Linked DNA regions of Zea mays: region 1 is linked to region 2. The links are chromatin contacts, called in public Hi-C maps. All regions are on one chromosome and are shown on one strand. Each heading gives the region's core, a stretch centred on a gene start, on an enhancer-like site or on the middle of the called end of the contact. The rest is flanking DNA. Distances are from core to core; before and after follow the strand shown. Region 1 overlaps LOC100273521 (splicing factor, arginine/serine-rich 7). Region 2 holds the start of LOC109945560 (zinc finger protein CONSTANS-LIKE 3).

Region 1 (5,877 bases), core at 543-3,042, 190 kb before region 2:
GGTTCGGGAGGGCTGGGTAGTGGAAGGCGTCGCAGCCGAAGTCCTAGATATCGCAGCCGGAGCCGAAGTCGCAGCCGGAGCCCAAGACATCGAAGGAGCCCAAGCTATGGCAGAAGGTAATTTGCTAATGACACCAATCGACCAATCCATCATGTGCATTCCATTAGTTTTAATTAAGGGTTGGGAAACATCACCTAGAAATCCCAAAACTTTTGAGAACGAAGCAAAATTTCAAAGATAACACATTTTTTATGACCAATGAAGTATCCAGTAAATTAGTAATGATCTCAAATGCACTGTATACAGATAATAACAAAGGTTTTCTGGACATCTCTAGCTTTGTGTTTGAGCCTAGCCATTGCCACATTATCCCTTTTTGCAGTTTTGCTCTGTAATGGTCTCAAATGCACTGTTTTACCCCTTTAAATACATGCAGCAAAAATTAAGATGGCATGTTGAAAAGAATGAAGACGAGAAGTCACACCTAGAGATGTTATTGTAGTTAATATCAAAATAACTAGATGTGTTCCTGATTTGAGGGATACTATTTAATCAAAAGTTCAACTATGCATTTTAACTTCTGTATGTAGTTCTTTATCTTGCATTGGTAATATATGATCTGCTGCATTCTTATCGTCCTCTCCCACCTGTTATAGCTTAATTAGCATTGTGAATCCAAACCTAATATTTGAGGGGAACATTTTGAGTGACTAGATAAAATATAGATCAATGTCTTTGCCTCACTAGCAGTCTTTTCAATGGATTATGTTGCGTTCATCCTGAAAACAAATGTTGGGGTTTTCAGGAGCTACAGCCCACGAGATCGTTCTCCTAGGAGGCGAAGTTACAGCAGGTCGCCGCCACTGCCACCACCGCCTCCTAGAAATAACAGCATGTCACCACGGGGAGCCCGAGAAATGAGCAGATCGTCACCACCACCTCCCAAAAATAACAGCAGTTCACCACGGGAAGCCCGAGAAATGAGCAGATCGCCACCACCACCTGCCAAAAATAACCGCAGTTCACCACGGGAAGCCCGAGAAATGAGCAGATCGCCGCCGCCACCACCTCCCAGAAATAACAGCAGGTCACCACCGGGAGCTCGAGATGTGAGCAGGTCGCCGCCACCACCTCCTGATGCCAGAAGAAGCTATAGCAGATCCCCAGAACAGCAGCCCCAGCACGAGTCCCCATATGCCAATGACGCCTGAGAATATTTAGCTGCTCAAAGATGCTGGAAAATGCTAAGGGGCCCAGCATGTTTTGCCCATGCGCGTCGGTACAACTTATAGGATCCAGTCTGAGATTTTGCTCGTGTTTTGGGTTTCCCTTGGACACACCGCTGCTGATACCATTGTAGAGGGAGGAGCATAACGTTTCCGTTTCGAGTATTGACTTTGGGCACTTATAGCTGTCAAGACATGACCTGGTTCTTGTTAGATTTATATCACTAGATTGCTTTTGAATTCGGACGAAGTGTTAATCGTGGGCTATGTTGAGATATTTGTCTACCTTTTCAGGACGCTTTCGAAGAAACATTTTCCTACTTGCTTTTGGTCAGTGATTTCGTTTTTTTTGGGGGTGGGGGGTGTTGTCACACGTGGTAGCAATATCAAGCAGCGAAAGGCTGTTGCTTTGGTTGCCTAAGAGCATCACCTCCATTAAATTGCCGCAACTGGTTCGGACACAGGGCCTCGCGAGCGTCTTCTAGAAATGGTTGGTGGCCTCTAGTTGGTGGCCTCTTCGGTCAGCGCAGTTTCTTTCCTTTCTGACCCGCTGTGGCCACTAGCACTTCGCCGTGCCTCTACCTTTCTTTCATCAGACCGCCTTTTGAGGCCCCTGTCGGCCTCTGTCACACTTGCCCTTCTGCTTGCGATGATTGAAAATAGCTTCCACCGCATCTTCTCTCGATGCGTGGGTCGTCGTGTGTCTAGGAGCTCCTTAGTGGTTCGCCGACTCTTGTGCCTACCTTGTGCACTAGAGTTTCGCTCGTGGTTTTCAAAATGAACGCGCTAAAACATCGATGTCGGCAAGGTTCGTTAGCTCGTTGTATTGCCGCGAGAAACACCAAATGTAGCCCCTTAAGGTCTCATCGGATTTGTGCCGGTAGTTCTTGAGGTCCCACAGGTTGCTAGAGTGAACGTACATGCCCTGAAAGGTTTCCACGAAGATTTCCTCGAGGTTGGCCCAATTCCAAATGCAACCATGTCTCAAGTTTTCTAACCATGTCTCAGATTGCAGATTATAGTCATCGAGATCCGCTCCTCCCGTGTGGCATGCCCGTCGATAATCTCCCAACCAAAGGTTGGGAGTTGATTCTTCCGAATACTTTGCAATATTGGTGGGCGCCCTATACCGTTGCGTCACTGGTGCTCGAAGGATGCAGCGGTTGAAGGCCCGAGGCCCCGGTGGTGGCAGGCTTAGGCTTCGGTTCCCATCGGGGTCAAAGCGGCCTCTGCGGCATTGTTTGTACCGACGAGAGTCACCCGATCTGTCACATCCCCCTAGTCCTATGACCATGCGCGCTCTGCGCGCTTTGACCCGGGTTTTGGGGCTGGCGAGGTCGGACACGTGCCGCTCTTTCTTCGAGATCGAGGGGTCACCATGACATGGCATCGTTCACCGTTGGCGTAGACGCGGTGTACTGGTTGGTCTCTGGTTCACGACGCTGAGACATGGAGCTCTCGGCTTGTAGTTGCATAGCGAGGCCGAGAAGATCCTGAATCTCTTGGTGGGTTTTCCATTCGTTTGGAGTATATGCCTTGGGGCGCTTGTCCAGAAGCACCGCAATAGCCGCGACGTTTTGGCTCACCCGAGGGAAACACAACGCCGTGCCCCTGCCATAGACTAGACGACGACAGACGTTTATCATCATGGTGTGCCGTCACCCCGCCACTTGGTGTAGTCGTGTCGTTCTCCACCGTGGGCTTTCTTATCCTCTTGCTGCGGGGCATTGGCTGCTCCGCGAAAGGCTCGGGCCTGATGGCGGTTCCTTGGGAAGCGGGTTCAGCTGTCGTGGCGCGCACCATGATGCTGGGTGAGGCTCCATCTGAGCTTCCCGCATGGGAAAAATGATCTCCCGTGGTATTGGCTGCGAGGCATTCCTGGTCAGGGTTGCAGATTGCCTCGCTAGGTGGGGACGTGATTACATCCCCCGATCTCGACAGGAGTATGTCTAGGAACGAGTCCCGGACGGGGTCTAGTACCCCCACGATCTCGGAATGAGTGGGTCATAGTGAGCTTTGTGACCCATTTCTCCTGAGGGGGTCGAGTGGGAGGTCGCCGAGACTTCTGGCTACATCGGACAGGTCACTCGTCAAGGGAGACACAACTTCTGAGGCCCTCGTCATCTCTTCTTATTCTTTATTGACGACGAAGTCCAGACTCTTGAAACGGATGGTCGTCCTAGGAGTCCAGACTGCACTGCTGTCGTCTCTAGTCATCCGGAGCTTGGAGAACTTCGCTGCGGAACGCGCAAGCCCCCTACGTGGCACACCAACTATCGGTGTTTTGAACCTCGCTCCGACAAGTAAATTTACTGTGCGCATTTCGGGCTCCGTAGGGTGTGCACGGTGGGCGCAAGATTTATACCGGTCATGCAGAACGTCCCTACTTCCAGTCATCGACGAATTGCTCTACCGACACCATTGATGATAAAACTCATAGTAGGGGTTACAAGCGGGCGAGAGAGGGAGGAGAGGCTCCCAAGTCTCTTCATTAGGGTGGAAGTGGAGCTTAGAAGCTATAGAGTGGAGTCCTAGTTAGGGTGCGAATCCAAGTGAACTCTCCCTTTGCTAGGGGACCAATCCCTCCCTTTTATAGGTCGAGAGAGAGGTCGGTCAACAATGGTTTTCTTAGGAAGGAGCCATAAGGCAAAGGTAAAACCAAACATTCTTACCTGGAGTAAAGCCACACGTTCTTGTGGGCCCTAGGGTCGCTTCGATGTCTCGTATTTATTGTGGTGGACAACACAGGGCTGCATGGGTCCCAGGCCATCGTTTAGGCTATGTCGACTCCTGGCCTTTGTAGCCCGGGGCTTAGCGCGGCTCGCCGCGTTGCGCCCTACCAGTGGTATGCACACTTAGGCTTAGTCCGATAGGTCATGAGTGCGCCACATGCTGAGGGACACAGATCATAAATGCACCACAATCTGGGGGGCTCGTAGGTCATGAGTGCTAGGCGGTCCGAGGGGTTCATAGGTCATGACTAGGAAGCGAGCCGGCGCCCGCGCTGTGGCTTGGTGCCAGGCATGGTTAATGTGACCGACTATTTACGACAGATCAGTCTGGGGCCAGGCACGGGATCCACTCGAGTGGTTTCCTTTCGACACACCCAACCCCCTATTAGGATCTGCCATGGCCGACCCTAGACTCGGTGGCACAGGGTTCTACTGGGGCGAGTTCTTTTAGGGTTGACGTATTCACCTCTCCTAGCTGACCAATGGGCCCTAGCGACCAGTGGTTTTTCCTTAGCGCACTCTCTGACCGGCGGGCCCCAAAGACCAGGGATCGTATCCCCGACAACTTCATTCCACCAAATTTGTGGAATGGACTCATGATGCTCCACCTCATCTAGAATAAATTGGTTCTTCAAAGCAAAGCCCTCCTTAGATTATCACGGTGGCACCAACACTGCAGGAGGCCTATTATAAGCGATGACACCATCACCGAAAAAGCATCAATGATGAAAGGTAATTATTAAAATGTTAGATTAGATGCTCCCTGCTTCCTTTTTCTATTTCTTGATTATTTCTATTCATGTAGAGATTAAAGACGTAACTAGTTTATTATATCACAGAATGTACACGTTGATGGCATTAGGACCGGAACTAGTCGAGCCGAGCTCGGCTCGGTGAAAGTAGCCTAAGGGGGGGTGAATTTCAATAAAAAATTTGAGATTTTGTGAGAACACATAGTTAAACAGGTGAGGCCGGTTCAACTGGGAATGAGGCCGGTTAAACTGGGCTTCCCCTGTTCAACTATGAACTTAATTAAAACTATTTAGATATACTAACAATAAACACAGTGGAAGCGTTGAATTAAAACCAACTAAGTAAATCTAATATCTGAGAAGATGAGAGACAAAAAGCACACCCACAAAAGCACACGAGATACATAATTTTTACCGAGGTTTGGTCACACCACAAAGGTGCCCTACTTCTCTTTGAGGTGCCCACAAAGGGTCGAGTATTTCTCAAACCGTTCTTCGTTGCCGACCACACAGGTCAAGGCGATCCCTTACTCAAGTGCCCACAAAGAGCGGATGATACAAATTGTTCTTGGGGCCGTCCACCACTTTGGAGACTCCCAAGGCAAGATCAAGTACACAAGGAACAACATGTTCCAAGATAATGAATTCGCAAGAAGAACGATTTGCACCAACTCAAGAGAGATATCGAAGAATGGGAACCAAAATCACGTTTGAGTCTTAGAACTTATCTCACACTAAAGGATCTTCCCACCAATCGAAGGGGGGACTTAGGGCGCGAGACCAAAGTTGAATCACTTTGAATCGAAGAGTAGTAGGTGTCAAAGTGTTTTGGTTCATGAGCCTTACGGTTTAGAGAGGGAAAGGCTTATATAGCCATCCCCAAAACAGATCTCGCGAAACAGGGCGGCTGCGCAAATCTTGGTTCAACCGATAAGAATCCCGGTTGAATCGCAATTTACTAGAGAGCTCTCTGCAAATTCCCAATTGAACCTGAAATCAAATCTTGGTTCAACCTGGATTTAACAGAGAGGATCCCGAGGAATCCCGGTTGAACCGGCCATAGGCCCGACCTTCCCAGGGAAACTCAAAATTTAAATAAATTAAGGGGGAAACCAATGGGTAGAATCGCGGCTTTTCAAAACAAGAATTTTGAAGAGGATAGAATGA
Region 2 (6,341 bases), core at 764-3,263:
AACGAACCGCCTTGTCCGCAACAGGTAGGTGCTGCAGCAAGAAAGAAAAGAGTTGGACAGCTGGGTGCTGATCGAGCCAAGGATCCTTTTCTGAGAGCCGGATGCACTATGGCAGTGGTGCACGTGAAGAGCAAAATTTTCTAGGTAGCGGATGCACATTAAGGCCTTGTTTGGTTATTCTCGATCCATGTGGATTGAAGTATATTGGACGGAATCGAGATCCATGTGGATTGAAGTATATTGGACGGAATCGAGATGGATTTAGACTTGTTATGGATTTAAACCGACTCAATCTCACTTAATCCACATGGATTGAGAGCGAACCGAACAAACCGTAATATGTGTGTTCTTGGGGTGGAATTTTGGATGGTAATGTACAAGGACGAGTGGATTAATTTACAGTGATGTCGGAGGACCGACAAGGGTTGCAGTAGCTCCACGCGAAACGCGACTGTTGAGTTCGTCCATCGAACAGCTACACACCGTTATTCATGCTACACGTAGCTCGCGTTCAGAATTTCAGATCAAAAGAGAACAAAACGGAGCTCAAGTTCAGAGTGGACAGAGCTGGCAAAAACCTAAGGAAAGAAGTCGTCGTCGCCGGGCAGCCGACTCTCTCCTCAACACAAGGACGGGACGACGCCGTCCGACGACGCCGACGCCGACCCCGCGGGCGAGAAGCACGCCGCTTCCTCGTGCTCCAGCGCGTCGTCGTCCTCCGAGCACCGCTTGGCGAAGCGGCCCTTGACGCGCGGCCGCGTCTCGGCGTACGCCTTGCGGGACGCGTAGCGGATGGTCTTGTCGAACCGCCGGCTCTTCCGCTTCTCACGGTACCGCATCAGCCGCGCCTCCCGCTCCTTCCCCCTGCTCACCGCCACCTCAGAGGACGACGGCACCTGCACGATCTCCACAGGGAATAAAAAAGGGAACATGCTTTTCGAGGGATACGGAATACCATGCGTGTATAAATAAACTATAGAGCGAGGTACTAAGGCTTACGCTGTGGTTCATGGAGTGTTGGGGGTAGAAGAAGCTGCCGGCAGCCATGTCCAGCTCGAGCGGCGCCGGCGTGACCGGCACGCCGATGGCCTTGACGCCGTCCACGCACCGCGCGAAGTCCAGGTCGACGCCGAGGTACGCGTCCGGCTCCGCGAAGAATGAGTCGGCGGCGGCGCTGTCCTCGTGGCTGTTGTCGGGCTCGGGGAGCAGCCACGACGCCGCCTCGGCCTCGTCGCTCCCGTCCTCCTCCTCCGCCGCCGACGCTTCTTCCCCCGCTGCCGCCGCCGCGGAGGGGAAGTGCTGCGGCGCCGGCGCGTCGGAGAGCGCGCCGAGCAAGGGCGCCACGGGGAGGCGCTCGTGGCGGCGCGCGAGCGAGTTGGCGGAGTGGATGTCGGCGTCGCAGGCGGCGCAGAGCGCGGCGGCGTCGGCGCGGCAGGTGACGGCGGCGGGGGCGTGCTCGCAGACCTCGCACAGCCACGCGCGCGCGTGCCGCGACCCGGCGCCGTGCGCCCGCGCGTCGCAGCCGGGGCACAGGAACGCGCCGTCCGCGCGGCAGTGCAGCCGCGCCGGCCGCGCGGCGCACGCGTCGCAGGGGCGCCCGCCCGCCACGCCGCTCCAGTACCCCGCCGGCGGCGGCGGCGGCTTCTGCTCCAGCTCCATGCCTGTGCTCCTCCGGACCGGGAGTCACGAGAGAGATCAGAGACGCTACGGGTTGTCACGGGCGGACTCTGGGCTCTGCGGGGTGGGGGTGGGGGTGGGGGTGGGGGTGGGGGTGTTTGCGTTGGAAATGGCCGCTCTCGGGTGTGCTTGCTGGTGCGTGCCCGCCGCAGCGGCCGTTTTGAGGGGTCGGCCAGCACGTGGAGAGGCTGCCGGCCACGAGTTGGGCGGCCAGTGGACCGCCGTACGTCCCGTCGCTGTTGCTACTTTGTTCGCTTCTGCGACGATGCTTAGATGTAATGTTCGCTTGCCATCAGCTGGATGGAGTTGCTAATCGTCAGTCACTGGAAAAGGGCTTTCGAGCTCGATGGCTTTGATCAAAGGGGTAAACAACGGAACCTAGTCAATATTTTGCTCAGTCTCATGTTTTTGCGTTGGTTAAACAGTACAACCTTGCGTCATCGACGTAAAAGCATAATCCAAACGCCTAAGTCTTGGTGTCCCTGAGTTTCTCGTGCAATATAATACTCTCTACTAAAAGAAAGAATCGGTTTTTTTTTCCACGGTTTCCATCCTCATCGTGTCCTCCTATATTTAAATAGTAAAAATACTAAAATTATGCACAAATGAATATTCGAACACATCCATAATGTGGTCAATTAAATGGTCATAAATGAAAAAAAAATAAACACATAAGGGTATGTGCAACCCTAACACTACTGCACGATACTTAAAGCATAAGACACACCTAGAGATGACAATAGGTACCCACGACCCGATACCCGATGGGTATTTACTCCATTAGAGTATGTATGTGGGCTAAATATTCTACCCGTGGGTCTGTTATTAGGCAAAAATCTTCACCCAACGGGTAAACGGGTATTAGAACGTTCCACTGTCACCCATACCCGTTAACCCGTGGGTATAAAATACCCAATATAAACTTATCCCAAGCATGAACTTAGACTTTAGTCATCCATCTTTTTTACTATTTAATAACCTTTTAGGCCATTATATCATAGAAGGCTTAACGACAATTTAATGACCATGTAATGGAACATGTAATTTACCCAATGTGTGTTGAATGGATGGTTAAATGATGCTAGAAATTTTGTAATGATATTCAGATGGATATACTTCATATTTGTATAATATAATATTTTGATATATGTTAAATTTTTGTGGGTACGGGTGACCCGATGGGTGACCCATACCCACGTGGGTATGGGTATGGGGGTAAATCCATACCCACCAGTGTATATGGGTGACCCAGTGGGGTTATTTTTTTGTCGTGGGTATGGGTATGGGGTAGTAATACCCGGTGGGTATTTACCCATTGCCATCTCTAGACACACCTAAAACATAATATAAAACAGTGGACATATCTAAAACATGTGTCTTGCTATATTCATTGCACCAATCAAGCCATTCAGTAAATTAAATTAATCAATCAACTAGTCTTCTGTCTCGAGCATAAAGCTAAGACACAGTGTCTTCGTTAAGATACGTGTCTTTAGTTTTTTTTACATTTATCCTCTTAGACCACTCGAAGACACAGCTCAAGGCACCCATTGTTCACGCCACATGGTAATTTTTTCAAGTGTTACTGTTATGAAAGCTATGCCATTTTCCTATTTGTCAAGTAAGAACTTTTTATCACTCAACTAGTCAATTTTTATGTGAGATCTCTAAAGTTATGTGAGGAAATGAGAATTATGCTTGTCTTTCATTTGTTATACATGAACTATGCAGTTGTGCCTATTTGTTCTTAATATTCTTAGGTTGACTCTACTTCTAACAAATAAATAAATCAATAGTTGAGCACCCAATAGATTTAGAAATAACAAAACTTTTTAGTTTTTAATGTTCGATGCATTTATTAGTAGTTTAACGTTGTCGGTGTTTCGAACTAACACCAACGAGTAAATTTGTGTATGTGCGTTCTAGATCTGGATGGTGTACTTAGTAGACGTAAGATTTATACTAGTTTAGGCTGAATATCCCTACTTCCACCTTGTTGCTGGTAGTAGGTGAAAGTCGCCTAGGGGTGAATAGGTGAAACCTGAAAAATATAAACTATAAACACGCACTATGTCCGGGGTTAGGGTTAGAAATAAATTCGGAGTGCGGAAGATTGTTCCTCTTGCTATGAGTTGCTTTGATCAATGCGGATAACTTTGGGAGCTAACTCAAAACAATATGAGCAAGGGAACTTTAGAGAGGGAAGAGGGGAGAAACAAATCGAGTGAAGATCAACACAAGTGAACACGGTGATTTATTTCCCCAGGTTCAGTTCCAAAGAACCTAGTCCCTGTTTAGGAGGCTACAAAGGCCGGGTCTATTACAACCCTTTTCCTCTCTCAATTGGTCACTTAGACCGGTTGAGTGCTTCTCCTTAATCACATGGGTCACTAAGACCCCGCAAGGATCACCACACAATTAGGTGTCTCTTGCTAGCCTTACAAAGCACTTAGAAGAATTAGAGTGAGAAAAAGAAAGCAATCCAAGCAACAAGAGCAACAAAAGAAACACAAAACACCCTCTCTCAAGTCACTAAGCACTTGATTTGATTTTGGAGCTTGGATAGGATTGAATGCTTTGATTGTGTCTTTGGAGTGTATTCTTTGCTCTTTGGGTAGAATGTCCCTACATCAGTCATCGCCGGCTTACGCTACCGGCACCATTGATGACCAAAACTCATAGTAGGGGTTACAAGTGGGCAAGAGAGGGAGGAGAGGATCCCATGTCTCTTATTGCGGTGGAGGTGGAGCTAAGGGTTATAGAGTGGAGTCCTATCACGTCTGGGGTCCATCCGTTGTTTGTGTGTCCCTCTGTCCGTCTATGGGCCAACCTCTTCCCTTTGTAGGCCAAGGAGGTTGAACATACCTAATGTACACATGGGAATTTTTTCATGGATTACCACGTACTGAAACCATAGGAGAACTTGTACATGTAGTACATGCGGTTAATCACAAGTCAGGAGCGTGCAAAAGTTCCTGACTCCAACCATAACTAGTTGGAAATGGCAATTCATTACTGATAACCATGAACGATCTGAAATGTACGAATTATAGATTCATCATATCCATTACGGATATCATTCTAAATACCAAGGCAAACAATCGTCATTGTAAGCATATTTGGTAAATTTAGTAGTGTGGAGGCTAATGTGCTCAAGCTTGAGACATTATTACTAAATGGTCTCGTGTTGTCTGAAGGACACACTTTAGGTCATCATATGGATGCACCATAGAACCATATCAAGCCTTGAATGTCCATACAATCTCTATAATAGACCACACTCGTTCTTTTGAAAACAATTCAAAGAACTTAACCAATTCATATCAGATTTTTAAGATAAGAGGGACTTAAAATCTCATTCTCAATGATACCCATCCATATCAGCCTTGAATGTCCATACAATCTTATGGAAAAACATGACCAATAGAATTGTCCATAACTTTTCATTTCATCCAAACAATGGAACAACCAATTCAATCTTACCCAGCATAGTAAGTGTTGGGGACTTGTTCTCAAATGCTATGAGTTAAGAACAAGACAACACGAAGTATTAAATGTTAATGTCCTTCTTCTTTCGAAGCATTATTTCCCTTAGGATATAACGATCTTTGGACGAAGGTCATGAAGGACGTACCTTCATCATCATGGTATACATTAATAAAAGACAAAGCATATGAAACATGAAAGATAATATGAATAATCATATAACACCATCCACATATCTTCATTATATAAACTTGGATAAATATAAAGACAATATTTTAATTACATTTATACCTTCGGCTTGACAGAAGGCGAAAATCCGGGCGTTGCGCACGAGCGAATACAAGATCACGTGAACAGTACAGGGGTACTATTCATCTATTTATAGGCACAGCACGTAGCCTATGAGAAATTACATCCGTGCCCTTTACAAACGATAACAATCATAATACAAGCTATCATGGGCTGATTGGTCATTTCATCTTTAAGTCGGTGCATCTGAAAATATATTTCGAAGCTCTTTGATTGATAGCTTCGGCTTTGTGTCCATCTTTCGAAGGTGTTTCTTCTTATGGAACCTTCGGCGACGAAGCAGGCCCCAACAGTAAGCATCATCACATGAAAAGTTATAACAAATGCAAAACATTGTACATGAGGTTGTATATAGAATACAATCCATAAAAATGTTTCCAAGAAACACATGTAATATCCATCACTATCACCTTATGTTTCCACGTTATATAAATTATATGGATATCTCTATAACTTGGTAAGATCAAATTAGGATATATCAACACATCCTGGATACCTACATTACCATAGGGGATATGTTAATAAGCAATGGTCAAAATATTCTTTCCTTTTTCCAAAGGAATATGAGAATATTTTTTCACTTATAGATTTTGTGGTTGAATTTCCCACATTGCAGGTTTCTTCCATAATTGGAAGAATTCTCGTACAAGTTTGCACAGCCCAAATCAATGAGTCTTCAACTCCAATCGATAAGTTTGTTCAACTCAAATCACATGATATTGAGAGCACCTAGAGGGGGGTGAATAGGTGATCCTGTAAAAATCAAGTCTAAACAACACAAACTTGGTTTATAAATGTTAGTGAAGTGAAAGCCAAGTTACTGTGAATATATAGAGAGAGAACTCTTCACTTGATTGTTCCTTTGAGAT

What was found. A called contact is a pair of places that touch in the nucleus more often than the background predicts.
Region 1: a Hi-C map of bundle sheath shows a contact between it and region 2, with 1.7 times the contacts expected there. The contact joins the enhancer-like site here to the promoter of LOC109945560 in region 2. A contact is called at or near these places in 3 of 25 Hi-C or Micro-C datasets (bundle sheath, ear and leaf).

The regions. Positions count from the first base shown.
Region 1 is chr4:140,753,631-140,759,507 of Zm-B73-REFERENCE-NAM-5.0, reverse strand. LOC100273521 (splicing factor, arginine/serine-rich 7) reads left to right here. Exons shown (of 5, transcript NM_001367444.1): 4 at 1-116; 5 at 806-1,532. The coding sequence ends at 1,211. Among protein-coding and RNA genes, the nearest start is that of LOC100273521, 9.6 kb to the left of the region's middle. Within about 2 kb of position 1,792, at least 16 of the 20 cell types and tissues checked have an H3K27ac peak or open chromatin away from gene starts, as enhancers often do. A contact at or near this core is called in bundle sheath, ear and leaf, where this site is marked.
Region 2 is chr4:140,566,071-140,572,411 of Zm-B73-REFERENCE-NAM-5.0, reverse strand. LOC109945560 (zinc finger protein CONSTANS-LIKE 3) reads right to left here and starts at 2,013. Exons shown (of 2, transcript XM_020551882.3): 1 at 1,000-2,013; 2 at 330-896. The coding sequence starts at 1,659. The coding sequence ends at 621.